Linked DNA regions of Mus musculus: region 2 is linked to region 1. Evidence: chromatin contacts called from public Hi-C data. All regions are on one chromosome and are shown on one strand. Each heading gives the region's core, a stretch centred on a gene start, on an enhancer-like site or on the middle of the called end of the contact. The rest is flanking DNA. Distances are from core to core; before and after follow the strand shown.

Evidence for each region. A called contact is a pair of places that touch in the nucleus more often than the background predicts.
Region 2: a Hi-C map of the N1E-115 cell line shows a contact between it and region 1, with 3 times the contacts expected there. The contact joins two enhancer-like sites. A contact is called at or near these places in 17 of 39 promoter capture datasets (the 3T3-L1 cell line, HPC-7-derived erythroid cells, cranial neural crest and 10 more), 6 of 484 Hi-C or Micro-C datasets (the G1E-ER4 cell line, the N1E-115 cell line, adipose-derived mesenchymal stem cells and 2 more) and 2 of 9 other capture datasets (adipose tissue and liver).

What each region holds. Positions count from the first base shown.
Region 1 is chr12:76,466,654-76,472,543 of GRCm38.p6, reverse strand. No RefSeq gene overlaps it. Among named protein-coding and RNA genes, the nearest start is that of Gm10451, 25 kb to the right of the region's middle. Within about 2 kb of position 2,958, at least 9 of the 459 cell types and tissues checked have an H3K27ac peak or open chromatin away from gene starts, as enhancers often do. A contact at or near this core is called in the N1E-115 cell line, where this site is marked.
Region 2 is chr12:76,802,739-76,808,126 of GRCm38.p6, reverse strand. Rab15 (RAB15, member RAS oncogene family) reads left to right here. Exons shown (of 7, transcript NM_134050.5): 2 at 3,624-3,684; 3 at 4,499-4,559; 4 at 4,982-5,059. Among named protein-coding and RNA genes, the nearest start is that of Gpx2, 9.9 kb to the right of the region's middle. Within about 2 kb of position 2,511, at least 33 of the 459 cell types and tissues checked have an H3K27ac peak or open chromatin away from gene starts, as enhancers often do. A contact at or near this core is called in the N1E-115 cell line, where this site is marked.

The sequences.
Region 1 (5,890 bases), core at 1,709-4,208:
ATTTGTCTGGAGGCAATATAACTGTCAGGAAAAAGTGGATTTCTGTCAGGAAGCAAGGGTTACATTTTTCATTTAAAACAGTAACCACCATGGTTACATGAAATGAACTCCTAGCTGAATAATGTCTACATTCTGGTCAGTTGAATAACTTCTCCCGGAAGCCACTATGAAAGCCAGCCGTTAGATCCTCTCACTCTCGGGGTGGTGGTGGTGGGGTGGGGTGGGATGGTGGGGGAGGATTGGTTGTGGGGGTAGAAAACGGAGTATGCTGACATTGTAAAGATGCCCAGCAGGTGGCAGTGTTTCCCATAGCAGCAGCAGAACCCATGGAATTCTCTCCACAGATGCCTAGAGATGAGAAGACAGATTTATGGAAGTAGACCATAGCACCTGCTTGCATTTTTGTGTGTGTGTGTGGGGGGGGATTGAACCCACAGCCTTGTGGATACTAGGTAAGTGCTCTACCACTGAAATACTCCCCTAGCCCTCAGTTTTATAATTTTGTCCATTTACACATAATTTTATAATTAATTAATTAGAGACATGGTCTTTCTACTTTCGCCATAGCTGTCCTGGAACTCACTATGTAAACTAGGCTGGCCTTGAACTCACAAACATCTACCTGTCCTAGAGGCTTGAGCTACCAAGCCAGAATACACATGATTTTTTTTTTTTTTTAACATTTTGGTTAAAAACAAATTAGGCCTTAGTGAAAATGACAGGGTCGGGAACAGGGGCCTCCTTCCTGCCTGCTGGATGCCCTCAGCTGCCTAAACTCCCATGTATGTGACCTTCTCCATAGATCTGTTCATCCAGATACACTTCAGTCCCACCCCAGTCACCTGCCCCATCAACTGCAGGTCGGTTCCCTGCTCCACTTCCAGTGCACATCCCAGGGCTGCTCCAGCCTGGGCCTGTCCATCTTTATTATGGGTCTCATGAAGGAACCAATCACATTTCTGGAGAAGATAGTCCTGTCAATGACTAACTCAAAGTGACAACTGCTTGCTGCGAGAAAGACATTGCAGACCAAGAGGGGCTTCACCAGCTCTTTGCCTGAGGTCCAAGAAAGCAGCTACTGTCCTAGGATGGGCGATATACTCTTTTAATTTTGAAGACAATCAGGTTTTAAAGAGCTTCCTACTGTAAATGTAAAATATAATAACAAGGTATTGAAATTGTGCATAATACCATGGGAACAAGGGAGTGAGTTAGGAGGCTCTATAACCATTATATTAATATGCTGAGAAACGTTGTGGTAATTTTTCTTTTCTTCTTCTTCTTCTTCTTCTCCTCCTCCTTCTTCTCCTCCTTCTCCTCCTCCTCCTCCTCCTCCTCCTCCTTCTTCTCCTCCTCCTCCTCCTTCTTCTTCTTCTTCTTCTTCTTTTTTTTTTTTCTGAGACAGGGTTTCTCTGTGTAGCCCTGGCTGTCCTGGAACTCACTTTGTAGACCAGGCTGGCCTCGAACTCAGAAATCTGCCTGCCTCTGCCTCCCAAGTGCTGGGATTAAAGGTGTGCACCACCAATGCCCTGCGGTAATTTTTCTAATACCTGCCCCCCCAAACAGCTTACGCGCAAACTCATACTAATTGATGACTTGCGTTTTGTTTGTTATCTTAGTTAAGGTTCTATTGCTGTGAACAGACACCATGACCAAGACAACTCTCACAGAGGAAAGCATTTAATTGCAGCTGGCTTACAGGTTCAGAGGTTCAGTCCACTATCCTCGTGGTAGGAAGCATGGCAGCACACAGGCAGGCATGGTGCTGGAGGAGCCGAGAGTTTCCAGGAAGAGAGCCGCACAGTCTGACTTGAGCTTCTGAAATAGCAAAGCCCACCCCCCAGTAACACACTTCCTCCAACAAGACCACAGCCACTCTAACAAGGCCACACCACCTAGTGCCACTCCCTAAGCACTCAAATATTTGAGCCTATGGGGGAGGGCAATCATTCAAACCAACTCATTTTCTGAGATAGGGTTTTTCTGTATAGCCCAGGCTAGCCTTGCGCTATCACCTTCCCTTCCTCCCCTCCCACACCAGCCCCATATTAATTTTAAAGTAAAATGTTTGCTTTCTAATCGGGTACCCTCAAACATCCCCTCTGTTACTGGACGAAGGAGTCAGCGTCAGGCTGAAGATGCTCTGAAATGCTGGGGCAAACGTTACTTTAGTAAGCCTCCCCTTTGTTTGCTACCAGATGGCTAGACTCAGGACTGTATCGATACACGTCTCCTTATATCAGACCATGTTATCAGTAGGCAGACAGAGCTAAATGTAGTTAACTCGTCCAAAGTCCCCATATTTATAAAGTTATCAGGAACCAACGGCTTGCTCTTTCTTCTTGGCCACACTGCAGTCACTGCCAGAACAAACCCATGTGATGGGCTTGGTTAAGTGACTAGTTAAGTAACTAGTTAGTGGAACTCTCCAAAGGCCCCTCAGTTTTGTCCAAGGTCTTTACTGAATCACAAGAACAGGATCGTGTGTTCTGTTCCCTGGAATTCTGGGCTTCTCAAATATCCTGTGTGAGCAATGCTGTACTTACAAGGATGCCTTAGTCTGTATCTACCCACAATCAGGACTAGTGTTTTGGTAAGAGGACTTCCAGCAGACTAGCAGGGACACTACTCAAGAGTGGGGTTGCGGCCAAGCATGGCATGCATGCTCAGCACAGCTAAACCCAGGTTTGGACTGAACCTCCTTGTTGTTCCCAGCATGCAGAATGCAGCCTTTTGCTTTGTATTGCCAATGGCTCCTGGCTCCTCCTGCAGGTTTGGCATTTCTCACGGACAAGGACCCACTAGCCCGTGCTGTAGTTCCACGTAGGGTAGGGAATGACAAGCATTAACACGCTGGTGTTCTGATGAGAACAGCAAACAAGCTCTGCACCGACTGCGGTGAGGCAGGGTGTCTGCTCTCAGGCCTGGCAGAAGGGCCCAGCCCATGGGATTTGGTTGCCATGGGACGGGTATGGCGCTTCGGAATACATTGGACTGGCATATTTTCTTTCCATTTAAATCAGGGTGCTCTGCGAGTCTCCACCCATTTTAGGAACAGGTTTCTGTGCTTTAGGGTAAGGGACAAGCTATTGAGAACAAGTAGGTCATTGCTCTGTTTCAGCTTACAAATTCCTCTATAAAAACATGTGTAGTGGGAAGAGGTTGTCAAAGTGGGATGTATTCAACATAAACACAAAAGGGCCTCATGAGGAAACGAATACGGCTTGCCAGAGAGCAAGTTCAAAGTCAGGTAGCATTCCTCAGGGGATGAGACCAGACAGACAGACAGAAGGATCTGGAAAAACAGTGCAGGCAGATGGCCATCTACAAGTCAAGGAGAGCAGCCTGGACCCAATCCCATCCTTCTAGTCCTATGGACAGCTTGAACTCAGCTTTCTTGTCTTTAGAGCCATGAAAAAAATATTTTGTTTAAATCGGCTTGTTTTGTTGTGCTTTGTTATAGTAACATTAACAACCCGATATATCATCTTTGCTAAGAAAGTTATAAAGAGGGGAGAAATCTGTCTTTTGGTTTCTGATATAGATTACAGACCAGTGGTTTCCAAGAAAACTTGAGCCTATGGCACTGGTTTAGGATTGCTGAGACATTCAGCCTCATGAACTGGGCAGCCAGCAGATTCTTAGTCTCTCCCGTGCTAGTCGGCATTTGGTGGACTATCCAGACAATCTAATAGCCTGCCTGCTCTTTGGTAAGACAGGATCTCACTGTGTAGTCTTGACATACCTGGAACTCTATGTGCAGACCAGGCTGGCCTCAAACGATCTCTATCTCTGAGTACCTTCAGAGTGCTGGGATTAAAAGTGGAGGATACCATACCCAGCAATAAATCCACTTTTAAAATATATTAATTCTGGGCTGGAGAGATGGCTCAATGGTTAAGAGCATTGACTGATCTTCCAGAAGTCCTGAGTTCAATTCCCAGCAACCACATGGTTGCTCACAACCATCTGTAATCAGATCCGATGTCCTATTCTGTCTGGTGTATCTGAAGATAGCTACAGTGTACTCATATAAATAGAATAAATAAATCATATATATATGTGTATATATATATATATATATCAGTTCTATTCTTCTAGAGAACCCTAACTAATACACCCTATCTAAAAAAAAAAAAAGCCTAAACAACAGCAAAACCCCACCCCATAGCTCCCTAAAACACAACACTGAAATCTCTTAGAGGCTTGGGCTGCCTGGGCAGCTCTCTCGTGGCCAGAGCCCGAATTTCCCATATCCAGGCTAGACACAGCTTTATGGTCGGTGGAGCCGCCTCACTTAGTTCCAGTAGTTCTCTAGTTGAGAGCCACTTGTTGAACACAACCACTGTTAAAAGTGAAGTTACAGAGCTGTGGGGGAGCTCTGAGGTAGAGCAGGCGCTTGGCATGCCGAGGCCTCGGGTTCAAACTCAAGTGCCAAAAAACATAAGACAAACACAGGCAACAGTTTCTTCTTCTTTTTCTTCTTCTTCTTCTTCTTCTTCTTCTTCTTCTTCTTCTTCTTCTTCTTCTTCTTCTTCTTCTTCTTCTTCTTCTTCTTCTTCTCCTTCTCCTTCTCCTTCTCCTTCTCCTCCTCCTCCTCCTCCTCCTCCTCCTCCTCCTCCTCCTCCTCCTTCTTTTACTTTTGAGAGAGGGAGGGAGAAGGAGACAGACAGACAGACAGACAGATTTCCATCTCCTAGACTAGCCTCAAAGTTGCTATTGTCCTCCAATTTATGATCCCCCCGCGTCTACCTCCCAAATGCTGGGTTACAGGCACATGCCACCGTGCCTAGTTTTCGAGCAACTACTTTTTAAAGTAATAAATGCTAAAATATTCACTGCTTCTTAATGTATGTTTAACCTTTGCCTCTGCTTCAAGGGTATTTGAACCTACAGGATCCGTGTGTGGAAACCCTGGGCAATGTCTTTCTCTCTGTGCCTTTCCTCTTGACTCTGTGCTCAGTGAAGTCAGGTTGGTTCCCTGAAATCATCAACAAAACTGTTTCACCCAGGGAAACCAGCAAACGTGGTGTATGCGCCTTGAGGAGAGCCCGGTGTGAGTCATTTCCCAGAATACCACTCTGCAGATGTCAACACGGGCAGGGAGGACACTCCAGGTTCTGATGAAATAGCAGGATAACTGAAAAGCCTGAGACAAGTATTTCAGTGGGGCCCACATCTGATGTGGGATTTTAACCACCAGTGAGCATTGAGAACAAATCCAGTCGTTCACTGTGCCACCAAAGAGGGAGACGATGAGGTGATGCCTGGAAATCCTGCCATGTCTTTGCACAATGGGGGTGGGACAGTAAATAAACAGCCGGCCACTTCCACGCCTTCATTATGCTTTATTACTATGAGGTGACAGCGTTGAGGAGGAAATCTCTGAGCTGGCTTTCCCCTCACCACCCTTAGGACTGTCAAATGCTTTAGAGGGACTCTTTCAGAACTGCTCTAGGCAGCAAGAGAACTGGGACCTCCAAAGGCTCAGATGTCCAGCACCTGCAACCCACTCGTGAATGCTCCCCACTCACAGGTAACAGGTGTTCAGGATCCGAGCACAGCCCAGTTCTCGGGGCAACTATTGCCGTGTATAGTAACAGCTATAAAAATAGCAGGTGACCCCACTTCCACAAGGGGAGCCAGGGTAAGTGTTTCCAGACCACAGCAGTTACACTCTGTGCTGGAGACGGTCCAGGGGCTTGAGGCTGACCTGAGCTTGTCTCCAACCCTTCCCATTTGCCAACTGTGGCCTGGGCAGGGTTTGGCTTCCTCCGGCCTCCATTCTCATCAGCGCTGGAGAGAAACAGGAAAGAGTGTCTAAAGTTGAATGGCTGGAGGGGGAGGGCAGTGGGGGAGGGGTTAGTGAGAACAAAGTATAAAGACACCT
Region 2 (5,388 bases), core at 1,262-3,761, 340 kb before region 1:
CTCCCGGGTAATTCTAAATTTAGCCAAGGTTTTGCAAAGTACACTCTGAAAGAGACTGCCCACGCCGCCTGTCTTGACAGTTCAGGTGCAAAGCTTTTGCACCACGTGGCTGGCAAACTTAAGATATGTGGGACTCTCCTGGGAGCTTGTTGAAACAGTCTGCTGGCCCTGCATCGCTGGGGTTCTGAGTCTCCAAGGCTGAAGTAGGATTCAGGCACTCGCCTTTCTAAGTCTGAGATGATGCTATAAGGCTGCAAGTCTGGGGATGCCCTTTGGAAACTATTGTCCTGAGAACTCACGGACTGAGGTCCGATCCACGGACCCCGAAGCAAGATATAACTCCTCAGGCTTGAGTTCACACCTCCTGAATCTGAATCTGTGTGCATCTTAATTCTGCCTTAGAGAGGCAAGGCGTGAGCAAACCCTGGGGTGGAGGTAGATGGAGACTCTCTCTCTTTCCTAGGAGAGGCAAAAGCGGCAACAGGGAGGAGCGCTTCGGGTTAGGATGAGCAGCAGGGAGGACTGCTGGGAGACGGATTCCAGTAGGGGAGAAGACTCTTCTGTGAGGAAGAAAGAGAGGTAGTGGGCCTGAGAGGAGATGCTGTGGAAACTCACTCTGTTGCTGGCTGGCTTGAGGAGAGGGCACACAGGGGCTAAGGGACAGTCCTGTGAAACTGTGACAGGTGAACACATTTGAATGATTAGCTTGCTGAGCAGCCAATAGCCTGAGGTGGGGACAGCTTGAGTCTACAGCGGACTCGATCAGGCTAGTATTTTGATTGTGTCTTGCAACAGAAAACAAACAAACAAACAAACAAACAAACAAAAACAAACCCAACAGCCATGAAGCATAGAGCAAGGTCTTGGGTCAGCACATGGTACTGCTGACCAGGGTCCCATTGGTAGGATGGATAGAATGGAAAGCTCAGGGGAGGAGGGGACATAGAGGAGGAGAACATGGATATCCTTGGGCGATTACAGCTTTTATGTTTAAAGAAAAAGATGGGGGCAATCCTTCAGAAGATAAAGCCCATTCCTTCCTTCATACATTAATAAATATGAATAAGCTAAGAGGAAGGCCTTTATTCCTCAGACTATTTTTAAAGATTTATTTATTTATTTTATGTATATGAGTACACTGTAGCTGTACAGATGGTTGTGAGCCATTATTAGTGGGGAATTGAGACTGCCTCACTCGCTCCAGTCCAGTTGACTCCGGTCAGCCCTGCTCACTCCATTTGGCCCTGCTCTCCTAAGACATGTTAAAACAAACTTGGAGTGGCTAGATTGCAGTATAGCCTGTAAAAGTGGAGGTTGCTGGAATCTCAGAATTGGCCAGTCTTGACTCCTGTCCATGCAGGTCCAAGTGAGGGAAGACCAAACAGGAATGATTGACTCCAGCATCAATGGAGTCTGTGACTTCCACATCTGCTTATCCCTTCTACCCCTTCTAACAGCATCCTCTCACGGGGAAGGTCTCCTGAGGATTGGCAGCTCCTCCTCTCAGCACAGGACCCACAGGAAAACAAACAGTGAAGACTTCTCTTTTGGTTTATTTATTTATTTATTTATTTATTTATTTATTTTGGTCCGTGTGATAAAATGTCAGACTAAAGTGACTTAAGGAAGGTGGAGTTTACTTTAGCCCACAGTCTGAGGGCCATGGCAGAAGCTTGAGGGAGCTATCACATTGCATCTGCAGTGAGGAAGGAAACAGGAGGAACTAAATGCTCCAGCCCTGCTTGCCTTCTCGCTTTTACTCAGCTTAGGACCCCCATATCTTGAAATAGCACCCCCCACACATTTAGGGTGAATCTTCCCACCTCAGTTGATACAATCTAGAGACTCCCTCTCAGTCCAAAAAGCTTGTGATTCCAGATTCCTGTTCAGTTGATAATATTAACCACTTCCATGAGGGGTTAACATGCTAACAAACAACTCTCCCCTCACACACTCATTCCCCCCACCCCAATCGGTACAGGGGTGGGGGCATGCATTCCAGCATTAAGCAAGCCCTTGTTTGAAACTCTGATCCACACTGTGCTAACCTCAGGCAGGTTATTTGCATCTGAGCCCTTCCTTCCTACTGTCCCCTGTAAGGGGAGGGACCATGTGTCTCTGCTGCTGTGTCCACCTTGAGACTGAGACCTGTGCAGGGCACAGTGGAAAATTTCACGGATGTTCAGGGGTTGAGGCAATAAAACTCTCCTATGAATACTTTGAACAAGGAGCACTCCTGACCAGGCTATGAGTGTGAGCTAGGTTTATTATATGGGGAATTCCCTCTTCCTTCTTGGACGAAGGTACCAGTCTTTGAAACAAGAATGTCTTGATTCTTGCTTGCCTCCTATATCAAGTTCTGAGGAGAAGCCAATTCCTTGTAACTATTTGTCCAAGGAGGGAGGAAGTAGGCTGCTGCCTCCCACCAGGGCCAGGTGTCCCTCTCCTTTCATCCTCTTCCTCTTCATCATCCTTTCTCTTGACACAGCGAAGAATGCCATTTGGAAAAGTACAGCCGCGTAGATATGAATCAGCTCAGGCAGGCATGATTCATGCCTGACCGGCTTGATTTAGTTTGGGTCTTCCATTCCGAAGCTTCTTGTCCCTTCTGATTAAAAGATGATTGTTCTTGGTGGTGGGAGGGGAGAGGCTGACTTTAATGTCTCTTTTGGTGGAAACCTGGGGACAGGAGAGATAAGAGACCATGCTTTCCTGCTTGGCAAAGCCCAGATGTGGAGGGAGAATGCCGACGGGGTTGGGAACGCTGGCATCCTTGGGACCTTCTGGACTGGATGTTCAGCTGCTGATGGATAGCACACAGTACCTTTCCCATGTTCCCCAGCTCAAGACCGTGGATTGTGATGCCCTGTGAGTAGCTCTTGAATCCCTGGGCACAGTGCCTGGGCACAGTTGGGGCTGGGAAAGGCATGGTGATTCAGGCATCTCTCCTGACCCTGCCAGATGGCGCTCACTTCCCTTGTTGTAGATTTCCTCAAATGTTTCTCCTCTGGGTTCTTGGTTCTGGTAGGACTGGCAGTTTAGGGCTTCAGGGCCTAGGACAGAGGAAGCAGAGAACTCTGGGTTTTCTGTACCTTCCTGCTTTCCCTATCAGTTGATGGTCTTGGTGCACCTGCTGCATGCCTGGCACTGCACTCAGTCAGTGATAGCTGCAGCAGAGTGTGCAGGCCAGCACTGTCTCTCTCAGGGGCTTCTTAGCAACCAGATCAGAATTTGTAATGTTCCCACTTTTTCTTCCCTCTCTCTGTAGCTCTGGCTGTCCTGGAACTCACTCTGTAGACCAGGCTGGCCTCGAACTCAAAAATCTGCCCGCCTTTGCCTCCCCAGTGCTGGGATTAAAGGCGTGCGCCACCACCGCCTTGGCTGTTTTGACTGTTCCCACTTTTTACTGTCAAGGAAATGGAAGCTTGGGAAGTGAAATGGACACTCCCCATCCAAAGCTCTAAGTGCCTCTTTAGGATCTGTTTAGAGTTTAAATGTTAGTGAAGGAGCTTGCTTCTGGTCACCTCTTTGTCACATTTGACCAAAGCGGAGTCCCTTCCATGCTTTTTGAGTGTCCCAGCCTTCTTTGAGGGAGCCCTTCCTGACTTGCTTGCTTTCTCCAGGTGTTGACTTTAAGATGAAGACTATCGAAGTAGACGGCATCAAAGTGAGAATACAGATTTGGTGAGTCGAGCCAAGGAGGAGGAGGGTAATGGAGGGAGGGCTCTGAGCTGCCCCTGAGTACCCCTGTCATTTGTAAACCTGTGCTCCATCCGAGATAACTGGGTACCTCTATGAAGAGCGAGATCAGACACCCCCATCTGTTCTGTGAACCTTAATCTCAACAAACCATGGGAGTGAGGAGAGCTCACTAAAGGGAGGGAAGTCGGAGGAATTGGTAGAATAGCGTTGTGGGCTCATCTCAGAATTAGTGGTACTCTGTACCACTGCGCTTAAGACAGGGAGGCTGAGAGTACCACTCTCTGGTTTAGCTTGGGACTGGTTTTTGAGATTGCCTCAGTACTAACCACATGGTGCAATTTCCACTATTGGTCACCAGGGGCTGCTGTGTCTCTGTGTCTCTCTGGCCTAAAGGTCTTGGAAGCCCTTACCACTCACTTAATATGGAGACACCTCCCAATCCTAGAATACTGTGGGAAATTGCCTTTCGAGATGTCCTGGTCACTGGGTGTGTGACAGATCCTCCCATCTGCTCAATCACGGCCACAGTGGCTGAGTTCTGGAGAGCTGTCTAAAGCTCTGTCAGGTTGTAGGTCCTAAGAAGAGTGCCTGGGGCCCTGCCCGTGCCGATGCCAAGGACCAGGCCTCCCCTGGAAGATTAGGGTGTGTTTGGATACTCTTGGGGATTAGAGCACTACTAAGTGTTCACCCTGAAACTCTGCAGTATTTCCTCTTAGGGTACAGAGACTCCCTAGCTCCTGCTTCTCATCTTCTATCCCTATGGCCTCTTCTCTGAGAGACTGGCTTTTTCTTGCAGGGACACAGCAGGGCAGGAGAGGTACCAGACTATCACAAAGCAGTACTATCGGCGAGCCCAGGTGAGCCACCACTTCAGGGTCAGACCCGGGAGACTGCTACTCACACTTTCAGCACTGGGTGTTCGAGATGCCTGAGTCACTGACCTCTGAGTTGGAGTCCTCAGATTGCCTGCTGGGGAGCCTCGTTCTTTCCCACTAGTCGTTTGTTCTGCAACCATTCACAGACCGCTTAGCGTACCTTCTTCACTCTCACACACAGCCTCTGCTCTGCCTCCTCTACCTCATGCCACAGAGCCTGGTCAAATCAGGCACTGCCCTCCTAGCTGGGAGCAGCTGAGGGAAAGCAAGCATGGCTGAGGCATCCTCACTGTAGGCCGGGAGAAGGGGGTGGGCCGGACATACAAGGACACCAGTCTACATGACTGTACCTTCTTCTATGTATGTCTCCCATCTGTGTGTCTCTCTCCCCCTCTCTTTCTCAGGGAATATTTTTAGTCTACGACATTAGCAGTGAGCGCTCCTATCAGCATATCATGAAGTGGGTCAGTGACGTGGATGAGGTAGGAGACGCCGCCTCTCTGATGGGATGGAGGAAGGGTGCTTAGGGAAAAAGAAAACAAGGGCCATGGGACAAAAGCAAGCTCTAAGGGTCTGTCAAACAATCTTGCCTTTTCTGACTTGACATAGAGACCTTTGGGCAAGTTGGGCTGGAAAAGCCAACACTTCCATACCCGTATTCGGTATACCCCGCAAGGCTTTGTAGCCGTGTCTTTCCTGGAGAGGCGTTAGTCCCAGGACTACCTCATGGGCAGCTCCCTTCCCAAACCCTTGGGGCCAGGTGGAATTGCAAGTCTGGGCTTCTAGATCTGCTTGTGCACCTGGTGCATCC